Regions from separate parts of the Sus scrofa genome. Here all the other regions are linked to region 3. Evidence: chromatin contacts called from public HiChIP or PLAC-seq and promoter capture Hi-C data. All regions are on one chromosome and are shown on one strand. Each heading gives the region's core, a stretch centred on a gene start, on an enhancer-like site or on the middle of the called end of the contact. The rest is flanking DNA. Distances are from core to core; before and after follow the strand shown.

Evidence for each region. Promoter capture Hi-C pulls out the DNA fragments that hold promoters and counts their contacts. HiChIP or PLAC-seq counts read pairs in DNA pulled down with a chosen protein or histone mark.
Region 1: a contact with region 3 is called in an H3K27ac HiChIP or PLAC-seq map of alveolar macrophages. The contact joins the promoter of CHCHD4 here to the promoter of CCDC174 in region 3. A contact is called at or near these places in 1 of 5 promoter capture datasets (liver), 5 of 47 Hi-C or Micro-C datasets (alveolar macrophages, embryonic fibroblasts and liver) and 1 of 2 datasets of contacts at active chromatin or transcription factors (alveolar macrophages).
Region 2: an H3K27ac HiChIP or PLAC-seq map of alveolar macrophages shows a contact between it and region 3. The contact joins the promoter of NR2C2 here to the promoter of CCDC174 in region 3. A contact is called at or near these places in 1 of 5 promoter capture datasets (liver) and 1 of 2 datasets of contacts at active chromatin or transcription factors (alveolar macrophages).
Region 4: a promoter capture Hi-C map of liver shows a contact between it and region 3, with 2.8 times the contacts expected there. The contact joins the promoter of MRPS25 here to the promoter of CCDC174 in region 3. A contact is called at or near these places in 1 of 5 promoter capture datasets (liver), 1 of 47 Hi-C or Micro-C datasets (skeletal muscle) and 1 of 2 datasets of contacts at active chromatin or transcription factors (alveolar macrophages).
Region 5: an H3K27ac HiChIP or PLAC-seq map of alveolar macrophages shows a contact between it and region 3. The contact joins the promoter of LSM3 here to the promoter of CCDC174 in region 3. A contact is called at or near these places in 1 of 5 promoter capture datasets (liver), 4 of 47 Hi-C or Micro-C datasets (blood, embryonic fibroblasts and liver) and 2 of 2 datasets of contacts at active chromatin or transcription factors (alveolar macrophages and skeletal muscle).

The regions. Positions count from the first base shown.
Region 1 is chr13:70,416,027-70,418,726 of Sscrofa11.1, reverse strand. CHCHD4 (coiled-coil-helix-coiled-coil-helix domain containing 4) reads right to left here and starts at 1,401. Exons shown (of 3, transcript NM_001243499.1): 1 at 1,208-1,401. The coding sequence starts at 1,229. It overlaps TMEM43 (transmembrane protein 43), which reads left to right and starts at 1,514. Exons shown (of 12, transcript XM_021069380.1): 1 at 1,514-1,750. The coding sequence starts at 1,739.
Region 2 is chr13:69,576,330-69,579,029 of Sscrofa11.1, reverse strand. It overlaps NR2C2 (nuclear receptor subfamily 2 group C member 2), which reads left to right and starts at 1,392. Exons shown (of 15, transcript XM_005669805.3): 1 at 1,392-2,434. It overlaps LOC106505680 (serine/arginine repetitive matrix protein 3-like), which reads right to left. Exons shown (of 4, transcript XM_021069810.1): 2 at 2,542-2,700.
Region 3 is chr13:69,917,538-69,920,287 of Sscrofa11.1, reverse strand. CCDC174 reads left to right here and starts at 1,392. Exons shown (of 12, transcript NM_001244302.1): 1 at 1,392-1,441. The coding sequence starts at 1,400.
Region 4 is chr13:69,439,685-69,442,384 of Sscrofa11.1, reverse strand. It overlaps MRPS25 (28S ribosomal protein S25, mitochondrial), which reads right to left and starts at 1,285. Exons shown (of 4, transcript XM_003358532.5): 1 at 1,011-1,285. The coding sequence starts at 1,144.
Region 5 is chr13:70,347,347-70,350,051 of Sscrofa11.1, reverse strand. LSM3 (LSM3 homolog, U6 small nuclear RNA and mRNA degradation associated) reads left to right here and starts at 1,372. Exons shown (of 4, transcript NM_001244928.1): 1 at 1,372-1,449. The coding sequence starts at 1,429. XPC (DNA repair protein complementing XP-C cells) reads right to left here and starts at 1,211. Exons shown (of 15, transcript XM_021069376.1): 1 at 1,014-1,211. The coding sequence starts at 1,116.

The sequences.
Region 1 (2,700 bases), core at 152-2,651, 500 kb before region 3:
CAATAAAAAACAAGAGACCTACTCTCTAACAAAGCGGTGAGGGCAGAGGACTTTTGCTCAAGGCAGAGTTAAATATCAATCAATTAAAATAGCACTCATTAGAGACATCGTGAGTATTATGACTTTATGACCCAGGGAAGGAGGGTTCTGGAAGCAGAATGGGGTACTGGGGGAAAGGCCTAGCATTTTAGATTGAGCTGTTTTCCTACCTAAGCATGACCTTGGGTAGATCACCTCCATCTCTGGGCTTAAGGGTCCCTCAATGACCTGAGGGAGCTAGACTATTCATTAAAGAATTTCAGGGAGAGTTCCAGCTCTCTCTGGAGCTTTAAAGTCTCAGGTGTTCACCATCACCCTCACCTGGCACTAAAAAGGTGCTTCATGAATATGTGGAGAAGGAAGGAAGGCCTACTTCTCATTTTACAAGACTGAACACTGGGCCTTGGAGGGGCTGGGTGACAGCTCAGGGACAAAGAGCCAGTTAGCGGTTGTGCGCGGAGGCCCTCGAACCCCTGGCCTGGAGACTTCTGGGGTTCCAGGAGAGGTAACAAGGAGAGAGACCATAGACAGAAACCTATTTAGTTTTGTTTTTTTGGGGGGTTGTCTTCCCAACGGAAGGCTCCCTGGAATCCACTGGTCACCAGGCTGGGCAGCTCTGGAATCAGACCGCGGGGGTCCAACCCCAGCTTCCGGACTTGCCGGCATCATGGCATTAGCCTAGTCACCTCTGGGTCGCTGTTTACTCTCGGGAAATGAACAGGGCCTGGCTTAGGGCGCACCAGCGCCTGACCGGTCCCCTCGGGCGGTACTCCACGCCGCAGCACAGAGCACGCCGAGGGCGACTTTCCAGGACTGTTGACGGGCGGCGCAAACCGGAACACGTGGTGTGGGTAAGCGCCATAGTAACAATTAATACCTATAAACTCTCCGTTAGGAGCCAGCGGCAGCGCGCTCGCACTCCTCCGACCCCCAGGCCTAATTTAAGAGCTCTCTCACGTGGTGGTCCCTCAGACGTCCGGGTTCGAGCCTCACGGTGACCTTGGACCGCCTCGCTTCTCCCCGCTGCCCATCTGTAAAGCGGGGATGGAGACCCGACGCAAGGGTCCGAGGACTATCTTCCGCACCAGTGGTGGGGCGCGGGGGCCGCACAATCCGCCTGTTCCCTGCAGGCCCTCGTAGGCCGTCTCTAGGTACCCCGCCCTCCTACCTTCCTGCCGGCAGTAGGCCATAGTGCAGCCCGGCGCTCCAACCTCGCGGTGATCGCGGTGGCTGCCTCACGCCGTGACCTCTCCCCGGCGAGGCGGGCGGCTGGGAGGCCCGTGCGGACCCGCCCCCTCCAGGCCTGCCCTCCGCGCGCCTGCCTCGGAGCTCCTAGCCCGGCCTTCTCAACCGGGAACTACATTTCCCAGCAGGCCGCGCGCCGCCGAGCAACTCCCTAGACAGAAGGAACTGCAATTCCCAGAATGACCTGCAATGCGCAGGTGCACCAGTGAGGTACCGGGTAGGTTGCAACTTCCGGAGAGGGCACCAGACTACGTTTCCCAGGAGGAGGCGCGGCGGGCGAGAGCAGAAAAACCGCGGCTTGCGGGGCGTTGCTCTGTAGCGCATCCTAGGGCTCCGGGCTTCCCGCGCCTTTTGGCCGCCATCTGGCTGTCGAGAGGTGGCGGGATTCCGTGGTGCAGCCGTAAGTCCGTTTTCTTGCTGAGCCGAGTGAGGCGGGCGGTGACCGGATCCTGCCATGGCTGCGAACGTGAGTGTCCCCGGCTTCGCCGGCCACACCCAGGCTGCCTCGTCCACTCTCCCGGCCGCCCGCCGTAGCCCCTTGTGCGGCTAACCGCCTCCGTGCAGCCGGCCCTTCCTCCCTCTCGCTCCCGGGTCCGCTCCTTCCGGCAGGGCAGCCAGGTCGTCCGTACGTGCGGTCAGCACCCGGTGGTCCACGTCCTCCTCGGGGGCGCGTGGTGGTAGAGACGCAACCTCTGGAGGTGTGGCTCTGTCTCCGGGTCCGCTTATGTGCGGCGCCTCCGCGCAGCTCCTTCTTTCCTTCTCGGTTCCCGCCTGCGCCTTTGGGATTCTCACATTTGCGGACTTGAGAGTTGGACGGGACTTCAGACAGGAGTCCCCCATGGGGTGTGTGGGGAGGCAGATATCGCCCTGGTGAAGCTGTCCAGAAACGCACTGTCCTAGCAGGCACTGAGGTCCCCGCTCCAGGGAGTATGTAAACCAAGGCTCTGATGTTGTGCAGAGGGGCAGACTAGTTTGGAGCAGAGGAGTTAGCATGACTGGGAGAGGGAGCATTTCCCTACTGCTGGCCCCTCGTCTTCCTGGCTTTGGCTTGGTTGGAAAGGCCCTGGCTGAGGGCGGTGCCCTTGGAAAGGCAGCTGCTTTTCTCCCTGCTTTTCTGAGGAACCTTTCTATTTAAGCCCCACATTCATTCAACAAACCGAGGGGCACCTGCCAACAGGGTGCTGGGTGTGGGAGAAGCTGGTGACTCATGTTCCTGTCTTCTGCAAAAGTGCCTCTGGTGCCAGCTCGGAGCCCAGCCAGCTGAGGCACTCCCTCCCTCCTGCTTTGGTGGCATGTCCTAACCACTCTCTCTCTTGGCCTTTCACACCCTCTTAACAGGCCCTTCCTCTGTCCCCAAGGTCCTCTCTGCCTTCCACACCCCCTGAGAAGCCAGGGTTTGCCTCACCCACAGCCCCA
Region 2 (2,700 bases), core at 143-2,642, 340 kb after region 3:
CCTTGCTACAAGTCTCCCCCAAAATGCCACTTTCAGATTGGTTTTCAGGCTTATTCTCCTCAATTCCTCAGGAAATGATCTTTATTATACAAGACTCTGATCCAGGACTTGGAACTTGGGAATATTTCCAACTTGGTGTCAATTCCCCAAATCAAGGAAGGATTACACACATTTCAGCAGGAAGTAGCCAGAGCAGTCACTGCTTCATTACCTTGAAGATTTAGGAAAGGATGAAAATGGGGTTGGAGTTTGCAAACAAGTCCCCCTAAACCCAAGCTCCTTTGTCGAGTTTATGATTAAACTATCGAAAATATTATTCTTTTCTTTTTACGGCCTCACCTGCGGAATATGCAAGTTCCTAGCTAGAGGGTCAAATTGGAGCTGCAGCTGTAGGCCTATGCCACAGCCATAGCAACACCAGATCTGAGCTGCGTCTGTGACCTATGCTGAAGCTTGTGGCAACACTGGATCCTTAATTCACTGAGGCCAGGGATCGAACTTGCATCCTCAGGGACACTGTGTTGGGTTCTTAACCCAATGAGCCACAAGGGGAACTTTTTATTCCCTTTCTTGCCCAACACATGCTCTCCCCAAGATTGAGGGGTATCAAAGAAAAGTGGGTAATAGTAAGACAACAAAATTCTGACTCCATATTAGATCTGTTCCTTTATTACATCATCCATGGTTTCCTTCTTGAAGAGGGACGCCATGGTCAGAGATGGTGCCTGGGCTACCCTGCTTGGCCCAGTCTGGGCCTGCAACTGGAAGAGTACAGAAGGGAAAGGATAGGTTTGAAGGGTTCAGGATGGTGGAGTGGATGGGCAAAAGAAGAGGGTGGGGATCCACAAAGCCTGCCACAATGAGCTGCCCAGAGCTCAGGTGGCTTCAAACTAAGACACTTTTTGGAGAGCTGTTAGCACAAAGGAGCTGACACCAAGAAGTTTCCAATGACTAACCATGCCCCTCCCTCAACTTTCCTTTATAAAGGCTTTGCCAAAAAAAAGTTCAGGTTTTTGTTGTGTTTTGTTTTCTTATTAGGGCCTGAGGCACAAGAAAGTTCCAGGCTAGGGGTCAAATCGGAGTTGCAGCTGCCAGCCTACACCACAGCCACAGCAATGCTGAATCCTTAACCCATTAAGCGAGGCCAGGGATGAAACCCACATCCTCATGGATACTAGCTGGATTCTTAACCCAGTGGGCCACAACAGGAACTCCCAGAGTTCAGGGGTTTTTCTTGGGCCTGAGCCAACCTGTCTCCTTGCACGCCCTGCAATAAATCTTTCTCTGCTCCAAACTCTGACATTTTGGTATTGTTTGGCTTTAGTATGCACACAGATTTACATCCAGTATTGAGTATCTAATGAAAACCAGTAACTCAAGATGTATAGGATTAAGAGAAGCAATTATATTTATATTTAAGCAATTCCACAGAGTTTCTTGATACACTTAAGCATCATCGTTTACTAGTTCACATCTCCAAAAGGAGACACATGGAAGAAAGATTTGGATCATATGTTCAAGATTTGGGAGGCTTTTAACACTATCTGATACTCCCAGAAGCTGGTGTATCCTCGGACCTTTCAAACCCCAATTAAATACTCTCTGTACCGAGTAGGGCACAAAGAATTCAATATCCACCCAAGAAACCATACACTTCCGATCTACAGGCGCTCCGCTGTGTCACCGCTTCCTCAGTCCACAAACAGAGGCCTCGGCAGGGCGGACGCCGGGTGGAAGACCTTACGGTGAGAACACAGCCCCCACCTGGCCTCCAGCCGCCAGAGGAACCCGGGAGGGGCGGACTGGCCCCCGAATAACGGAGCCCTGCGGTCCCGGCTTTTTAAAACGACCAACCACCCCTTTACCCCAACGACCGCGGCCTCCACCCTCCATTCTGGCCCTGCGGCGGTGCAGGCGGCGGTACGGGCCGAGGCTCCGGCGAACAGCGCGGAGCCTGCGTCTTCCTCCGCCACCGCCGCCCGGCCGGACAGCCGTGGGGCCGGATGGAGCAGCGCGGCCGCCGCGTTCCGGTGCGCGCGCGCGCCTCAGCCAATCGCGTGCTCGCCCGCCCCCCGCGGCCGCGGCGAGGCCGGCGCTGGGAAGAGGAAGAAGAACATTCGCCCTCCTCCTACCAGCGCGCGGGCGGCGGCGGCGGCGGCACCGGGGTCACGAACTCTGACCTTTCGCTGACAAAAACAATAACAAACCCCCCCTTCCCCGCGACCCCGGCGGCGCCCCCGGGCCCGCCCCCGCCGCCCCGCTCCCACCTCGGCGTCTCGTCTCTCGCCCGCTGCCCCGCGAGCCCGCGGCCCCGGGCTCCCGCCATCCGCCGACGCCGGGAAGCCGGCCTCCCCGCGTCCTGCCCTCCGCGCCGGGGGCCGCCCGCCGCAGACACGGGACCTGCTCCGAGGCCGCTTTGGCGCCAAATCCTGAGGTAAAATTGAAAAAGGGCCGGGGCGGGCTCGGGCCGGCGGCGGAGGGGGCGGGCCTGGCGCGCGGACATGGAGGCGCCGCGGCGGCGCCTGAACCCGACCCTTTTACCTTTGCCACGGGGCGGTGGCGCCGGCCGCTTTGCATAGTGGGCCGGGCCGCTCCCCTCCCCTCCCCGCCCGCGGCCGGGCGAAGCGAGCGGGCTCCCCCTGACCGGTCGGGCCGGCGCGAGGGTGGGGGCGGAGGGGGCCGGCCGCGGCCCCGCCTCAC
Region 3 (2,750 bases), core at 143-2,642:
CTAGATGCAGGGGCCCTGCATTGGAGGCTCTGGAGGAGGGTCCATTTCCTTGTCTTTTCCAGCTTCTAGAGGCTGCCTACATGCCTCCACAGTGGCACCATCCTCCTTCTTCCAAGCTCACAGTGTAGCATCTGCTCTTTCACTGATTCTGACCTTTCTGCTTCCCTCTTACAAAGACCCTTGTGATTACATTGGACCTACCTAGATGACCTCACTCTCTCAAAATCCTTAATCACATCTGCAAATCCCTTTTGCCATAGAAGAAAACATAGTTTCAGGGGTGTGCTGGGTGGTGTCATTACCCTGTCTACCACATCATTAATATTTTTACCGACTAGCTCACTTCATCTAATCCTCATTGAACTCCATGAAGTAAGTACTATTTTATTCCCTTTTGGAAATAAAAATATGTGTTTCTATGAGACACATAGAAAGTAACTTTCCAAGGTCATACAGCCAGTAAGTGGTGAAGGAGGGATTCCAACCGAGGGGGTTGACTCCTGGAGTTAACATTCCTAGGAGCTGAAATATGTAAAGTGACACACAGCACTATATCAATGTTAGCTAGTATTATTGTTATTTCCACTAAAATTAATAATCCTTATCTTATAGGACTCTTGTGAGAATTTAAATAAATTAACATATGAGGAGTTCCCACCGTGGCGCAGTGGTTAAGGAATCCGACTAAGAACCATGAGGTTGCGGGTTCGGTCCCTGCCCTTGCTCAGTGGGTTGACGATTCGGCGTTGCCGTGAGCTGTGGTGTAGGTCGCAGATGCGGCTCGGATCCCGCGTTGCTGTGGCTCTGGCGTAGGCGGGTGGCTACAGCTCCCATTCGACCCCTAGCCTGGGAACCTCCATATGCCGCGGGAGCGGCCCAAAAAAACAGCAGAAAGACAAAAAATAATAATAATAATAATAATAACATATGAGAAGCACCAGACAGTACCTGGCATATAGCAGATCTTCAAATGGCATTTAGATCTTTGCGATCCTGGTAACCCATCTCTTTTTTTCAGTGGGAAAACATTCATTTTAGTTCACTACGCCCTTCCCAAGATGGCGCCATTGCCACACCCAATCCTCCCCATTCAAGATGGAGCCAATTGCTCCGCAAAGCCGTATGTAGACCTCCTCAAGATGGCGCCAACACTAGCCTTTTTACCTCCCGCCCTCTTCAAGATGGCCTTAGGAGTTAGCTTCATCTCTGTGAGCTCTCAGACCTTCTCAAGATGGTCACGGACGCAATACTTACCACGTTCTGACCTTCTCAAGATGGCACAAAAACGTAAACAGCGTCGCTATCTTAAAGACACTTCCGGTCGCTCTTGAAGCGGGTATTCGAGGCCTGCCGGGATACGTGAAGCGTTCGTTTTGGGCTGGGACACTCTAGGGCCATGATGGACCGGAGGAAAAAACCTTTGGACGTCACAGCGTCCTCGGTAAGTACGGGCTCCGCGTTCTCCTTGCCTCCGCCGGACAAGAATCTCGGCTAGCTTGCTTCTTCCCTCAGGGACGCAGGGTTAGTCTCCCCTCAGACGGGACCCCGGGCCTGGCTTTTCTTCTCAGACCGGACCCGGGCCTGGGCGTCTCCGTTCCAGTGTGCACCCGTGCCAGGCCGGCCCCTCAAGACACCAGCTTGAAACTGCCGTCTTTTCCGGGTTAGGAATGTTCCTGCCTCCGCTCTAGGACAGCCAGGCCTCCTTGCCAGCCTTGTCTCCGTTTCCGTTGGAGGGGACCCTTATCTGTACTCTCTGTCATCCTCCGTTTTGGTTCAGGGACCAGAATGGTCCCTCCAGGATGTCAGAGTGTGACTTACCTCCCTCCCAGTATCCCGTATGCCCCGCATCCCCGACCAGAAAGTAACCCGATATTCATACACCTGGAGGTGCGCGGCCTGGAGCTGTCAGGTCTAACAGGACAAAATCAGCTTTATTAAGTTAGTTAACTCCTGGGAAGAAAACCTGCTCTGAGTACTTGTTCCAGAGCCTGTTGTGCTGAACCCTCCCAACTGCTTTAGGAGGAAGGTGCGGGTAATATACCCTTTTTTTGTTCTGTTTTGTCTTTTTAGGGTCGCACCCGTGGCATGTGGAAATTCCCAGGCTAGGGGTGGAATTGGAGTTGTAGCTGCTGGCAGGCCTATGCCACAGCCACAGTCAACGCGGGATCCCTAACCCACTGAGCGGGCAGGAATCAAACCTGCTTCCTCATGGATATTAGTCGGGTTCGTTACCTCTGAGCCACGACAGGAACTCCCTATCTCCGGTTTTCTGGATGATGACATTGAGGCTCCGAAAGTGAAGGGGCCTGCTCCAGCTTACATTCAGAATTCTTCATGGTAGAACCAGGCTCAATCAGTCTGGTTTGCCGCGTCCATCGCTACAGGGAAATGGGGAATCCTGGAAGAGGGATGGTGCGGTATAACAAAACACACGAGACTCTTTTACATTAAGAAAGTGGGAGACCAGGAGGCACTCCTTTCCACGAAACAAAGGCCCTGGGTTTTAGCCCACTTTTATTAAGGAAGATGCCTTATGTAGATTAGTGGGCTGGAGCAAGCATAGGCAAAGACAAGGGTACCTCTTAGTGAATAATAAAGGAAATTATTCGCACTGGTGCATACCTCTAGGGCATAGTTCAGCTGCTTATTGAATAGCATAGTTGATGCATAATGTCTTTGTAGGAGACCCTGTACTTTAGAACTCTGTGTCAGCAGATATTTGCCTTGCGCAGAGTTGAGCTGTTCAGTGG
Region 4 (2,700 bases), core at 36-2,535, 480 kb after region 3:
GTGGGTTGTGAAGGAGTATCTGTGTGCCCACTCAGCCCTAAAACTACTAAGTCTTCTAGGAAGCCCTCATCCCATCTGACCCCATGCTAGCAGGTCCAAGTTCTTGGGTTCACCTGTGGAAAGCAAATGGCTAGGATAGCTTCTGGCTCTTCTGAAGAGCCCTGCACTGAAGGCCCCTCCACAGAAAGTTGCTCTCCTGTCTCATTTTGATCCATCCCACACACCCAACCCCAAAGTTTCTGAAAGGCAGGACTTGGATTCCCAGCACAAAGCAAGGGGCCTACCATCAACAGGCACTCAGGAAATTTATACCTAATACCTGAAAAGCCCAAGGCACTCTGTTGCCTCAAAGTTCAATGCAAAACTTTCACTGCAAGCTTCCATTCAATGAGTCCCTACTCCGTAGCCTGAAAAACATCAAAAAGCTGGGGGCTGGAAGGGTGTGCCGCAATTGTAAGGGTGATCAGTCAAGAACGAAGCACTTTCAGAGCTACTACCCACGAGCCAGATGTAGTGCCCTGGACAACCAAGCGACCTAACCTCCGTGCTTCCCCTCTCTAGGGTGGGGTTTCCGTAAACATCGAAGGAGCTAACGCAGGAGAAGCACGCAGAAACGTGCTGCCAGCAACTGTTACCTTTCACTGCACCCCCTCGTCGGCCCTGGGACGGAAGTGTCATCCTCTGTGGGACACTGAGGCGACTCAACTCGCCCAAAACCAGCAAGCGCAAGCGCCAAGACTGAAGGATGCCGGTCACTCCCGCACTGGGCTCCAACCCAACCGCAGCCGGCCTGTGCTCCGCTAGGCTCTGGGCACCTGGGGGCGCTGAGAGGACTCCGGCCTCCCAGGGCAGCCCGGAGCCGCGGTTCTCTCCCGGTTGTGGAACTTGGGGTCGCTGCCCGTCTGTGAAATGGGGCAACAGCACCAGCCCCAGGATTCTGCAGGCGCTAGCGCAGCGCCAGGCGTCCACGCGATTAGGACCCCGTGGCGGCCCCGATGGCTCGGACTGACCTGGCGCCCTCGCCCAGCTCCCCGTGCGTGTTGTAGTTCACCGTCATGACCTTCACCGAGTCCTTGAATACCACGTCCCCCTGGCCAAGATACTGCAGGGTACGGCGGATGGGGAAGCGGCCCTTCATGGGCATGGCGGCGGCGGAGGAGCCGGACCGCCGGCCGTGACCAGCAAAGACCAGAGACACTAGCGCAGAAGACGACACCCAGGCTGCCTTGCCACTCCTTATCCGCGCTTTTCCACTTCCCGCGCAGACTCACGGGAGAGTTCTCCCGGCGGGCGGTGCGCGCCGCGGAGCATCCTGGGACTTGTAGTCGCGGCTGGCGGAGCTTGGCTTAGGCCGGGCGGCTGGAGCCAACCTGTTCTCTTAAAGAGTAGAATACCCTCTCTTGGAACGGTTAGGTTTTCACGCTCTGTGAATCGATCTCTTTTCCCTTCGCCAAGAGGACTTTGCCGTTTTATACGGCCTCAAGCTCAACCATTCAAACAAGCTTGCGAGTTGAGTTGTTACTAAGTGGGCTATTAACTGTCTGTTCAACCTCAAATATCAGTTTTTTTCTTTCAATTTGTCCAGTTTTCAAGTGAAGTTGGAACTGCACAATTTCTAACATTGATTTTTTAAAAGAGACCTGCAAAAGAAAAGAAAAAAAAAAAAAAAAAGGAAAATTTGGGATCTTTCCCTTCCCAGATTAGCCACTTCAGAGCTCAGGATCTCAATTTCTTCAAAAGCAAAAGATGAATGAGACGCATTTCTGAATTCCTTTTTTTTTTTTCAGTGCCGCACCCTTGGCAAATGCAGGTTCCCAGGCAAAGGGTTGAATCAGAGCAACTGCAGGAGGCCAGGGACGGAACACGAAACTTCGTGGTTCCTAGTAGGATTCATTTCCACTGTGCCACAAGGGGAACTCACTTTTGAAGAATAATTTTGCCATATGTAGAACCTGGGGAAGGGGGTGGGAAGAATCTTCAATACTAAATATTTCACTCCATTCTCTTGCATGGTTTCTTATGATTGGTCAGCTGCATTACCACTATAGTAAGATGGTTAGGGTGGTTTTCTTTTTTGTTTATTTCAGGATTTTTGTCTTTGGCTTATAGTTTGAATAAGATATACCTGGGGGGGTGTGTGTATGTTTTTGGGGTTTTTTTTGGGGGGGGGTCTTTTCTAGGGCTGCACCCACGGCATATGGAGATTCCCAAGCTAGGGGTCTAATCGGAGCTGTAGTCACCGGCCTATGCCAGAGCCACAGCCACGCCAAATCCGAGCCACATCTGTGACTTACACCACAGCTCATGGCAATGCCAGATCCTTAACCCACTGAGAGAGGCCAGGGATCAAACCCGCAACCTCATGGTTCCTAGTTCTTAGGTTCGTTAACCACTGTGCCACCACGGGAACTCCTATGTGTATATTTTTGGTATTTATCCTGCTTGGTTTTCTCTGAGCTTCCTGGAACCGTGGTTCCGTAATTATAAGTAATTTTGAAAAGTTCTTGGCCATTATTACCTCAAATATTTTTCTTTCATCTTTTTTTCTCCTTCTGGTGTTCCAATCAGTGTTTTACCTCTGTTGAAATTGTCCCCATGTTCTATTCTGTTTGGTTTTTTGTTTGTTTGCTTTTTAGGGCCGCACCCGTGGCATATGGAGGTTCCCACACTAGGGCTTCAATTGAAGCTACAGCTGCCAGC
Region 5 (2,705 bases), core at 123-2,622, 430 kb before region 3:
GAAAAATATTCTAGGCAGAGGCTCAGGTGAGGAATCACATGGTGTGTGTGAGGAGGCCAAGAAGGAAGGTACCTGGCAAAGAAGACTAGGAAGAGACAACAGGAGAGGCAGCAGCAGCCAGATCATACAGGGTCTTGTAGGCCAAGGTGAGGAATCTGGAGGCTGTTATGCCAATGGGAAGACACAGAGAGTCTGAAGTGGGAGCATGGCAAAATCAGATTTTTTTTTTTTAAGGTACTTTGCGCTGCAGCACAGAAAACTCCTCCAGGGGGATGAAAAGAAGTAGGGAGACCCGTAGAGAGGCAACTGCAGTCGTTCAACTGAAAAGTGATGGTGGTTTCGACAGGGTATGTGGCCATGGAAACAGAGAAGTGGAGAGATTTGAGATATGGTTTTGAGGTTAAACTGATAGGATTTGCTTTCTGAAGGACTGGATGTGTGTTGGAGGGAAAAGGAGTTTGTTTTAACAAGTGATGAAGGGGTCAAAGACTGATATGGGGTAAAAGTAAGAAAGGGATAGGTTTAAAGGGGAAATCAAGTGTTTTGCTTTGCGCATGACAAATATAAGCAGCCTACTCGATATGCACGTTGTCAGGTGGGATCCAAATCTGGGACTCTCCACACACCACAGCACTCTAAGTCTTGGTCCCTTCGTCTCGTGGCGACACAACATAATAGCAGTACCTTTCACATATTCAGCCCCCTGCTTCCGCCTGCATCCTGGGGGCGAAAAGGAGCAGAAAGAGGCTACGCAGAGGAACTCGCGGTCGGCTGGGCTCTAGCGGAACGTCTCAGGGCGCATCACCTCTGGCCAGGAGAGCAAAGGCGCAGGGCCGCCGGGGAGCACCTGGGCACGTGCACACCCCCAGCCTCCCTAGGCCTCCGGAACACCGCCCCCAGCGCAGGTGGGAGGGAGGATGCCTCGCTCACACCTCCAGGAAGCCGGCCTCCTGCTACCCCCACCCAAACCTCTTCCACCCTCCCTACCAACCCCAACTCAGCCTGGCTCATACCCGCCTCCTTCTCCTCGCGCCGGGCTTTGCCCTCGCCCTTGGCCTTCTGGCCGCGCAGTTTGCGCCCCCGCGGCGCCCTGCCCGCCGAGCGCTTTGGAGCCATCTCTGCCCGGGCAAGACTCGCCTAGAGCGTGACGCACCGCGTCTCCGCGGGACGCAGCTCGCGCGCGGCCCCGCCCCCAGGCGGTGCAGGGCCTGGTCACGCCCCCTCCGGTAGATTCCCGCCTGCGCCCAGGCTGAAGCTCCGCCCCAGCCTCAAAGGGACCAATGCAAGCTGCAGGAAGCAAGAAGCTGTAAAACCAACCTCTTTCTACTTCCAGTGCATAGAGTCCTCACGTTTCCGGAGACTGGGGTGGGCATAGGGAGCAGCTCTCGTGCCCTCGCGAGAGGACGGAAAGGGCGCAGGGTTTGAAACATGGCGGACGACGTGGACCAGGTGAGTATCTTCTGAAGAGTTCGCTCTGGGGCGGCTTCTCCCTGTCCAGGCCAGGGTGTGCCCAGCTTTGTTTACCAGGGTTGTTTTCCCCAAGCTCAGGGTTGCTTTTCCCAAACTCACGAGAAAGTGGCCTGTCACGCCGCCTCTTTCTGGGTCATCACGGCCTTAACCTGCCTCTTGGTTAACCGCGCCCCCTCCGAATTTTGCCTCAGGCCCTGAGACCTTTGTTGTTCAAAACCCTCCTGAAAATTAGTTATTCCTCACTCTTCTCACTTCCTTTCTCTTGAGTCTCACGTTGATTTGTAGAATGAGAACCATTATCCTTGCCTGCCTCACGGAGCTCTCGGGATTCTGATAGAAAGGCTAATAAAACATTTAGTGGGTTATTGTCATTACTGAGCGCAACAATGATTACAGGGTCTACAAACACTAGTGAGTATCACCTTTGTATAGTTAGAAACCTTTCTAAATACCAGGGACATCGGCATTGACTTGGGAGATACCTGCCCAACTTGGGGCTTATATTCGAGGGAGCACAGATAACAAGTAAACATAAATATGCGAAACATATGGAAACTGTGATGTGGTAGGCAGGAGACAGGGAGCTGGTATTTAGAATAACTGATGGTCCTTCAGGCTTTCTCACCTGCTGTCCCGTCTTCTCCAAATGCTCTTCTTCAGATGTTTTTGTGGATTAGGCCGCAGCTTCAGCTGTTTACTGAAATCTCACCTCATATCAAAGAATAGGTCTCTGGCCACCTGCATAAAATGCACTCTCCCAGTCTGCCTTATTTTTCCTCATAGCATGTTCTTTGTTCATATTGAGTATATGGTTCCTTGTTTAATGTCTGTCTCCCCCAGCTAGAATGTGAGTCCCTTGAGAGCAAGAGTCTTGTTTTGTTCACTATTCTGGGTTTAGAACAGTGCTGGAAACACTCAACAAATATTCATTGAGTGAATTAATTGGATGGTCTGGGAGGCCTTTTGAAAAGGCAGTACTTAAAGCTACAGGATAAAAAGGATGGACAGTGGGAGGTAGGTCTCTGTCATGTATATATTCTTACAGTATTATGATTACTTACTTATATGCCTTTCTCCACTAGAATGAACTCCTTGAGGGTAGGGACTGACTCCTGTATCACTGATCTAGTAACTGGCTAGCTGGTCTTTAACAAACATCTGTTGATCTGGAGATGGAAGCAGTTGAGGTCAGGATTTCCTTTCTCTTTTTTGCATCTAGCCCTTTAAGGCTATAG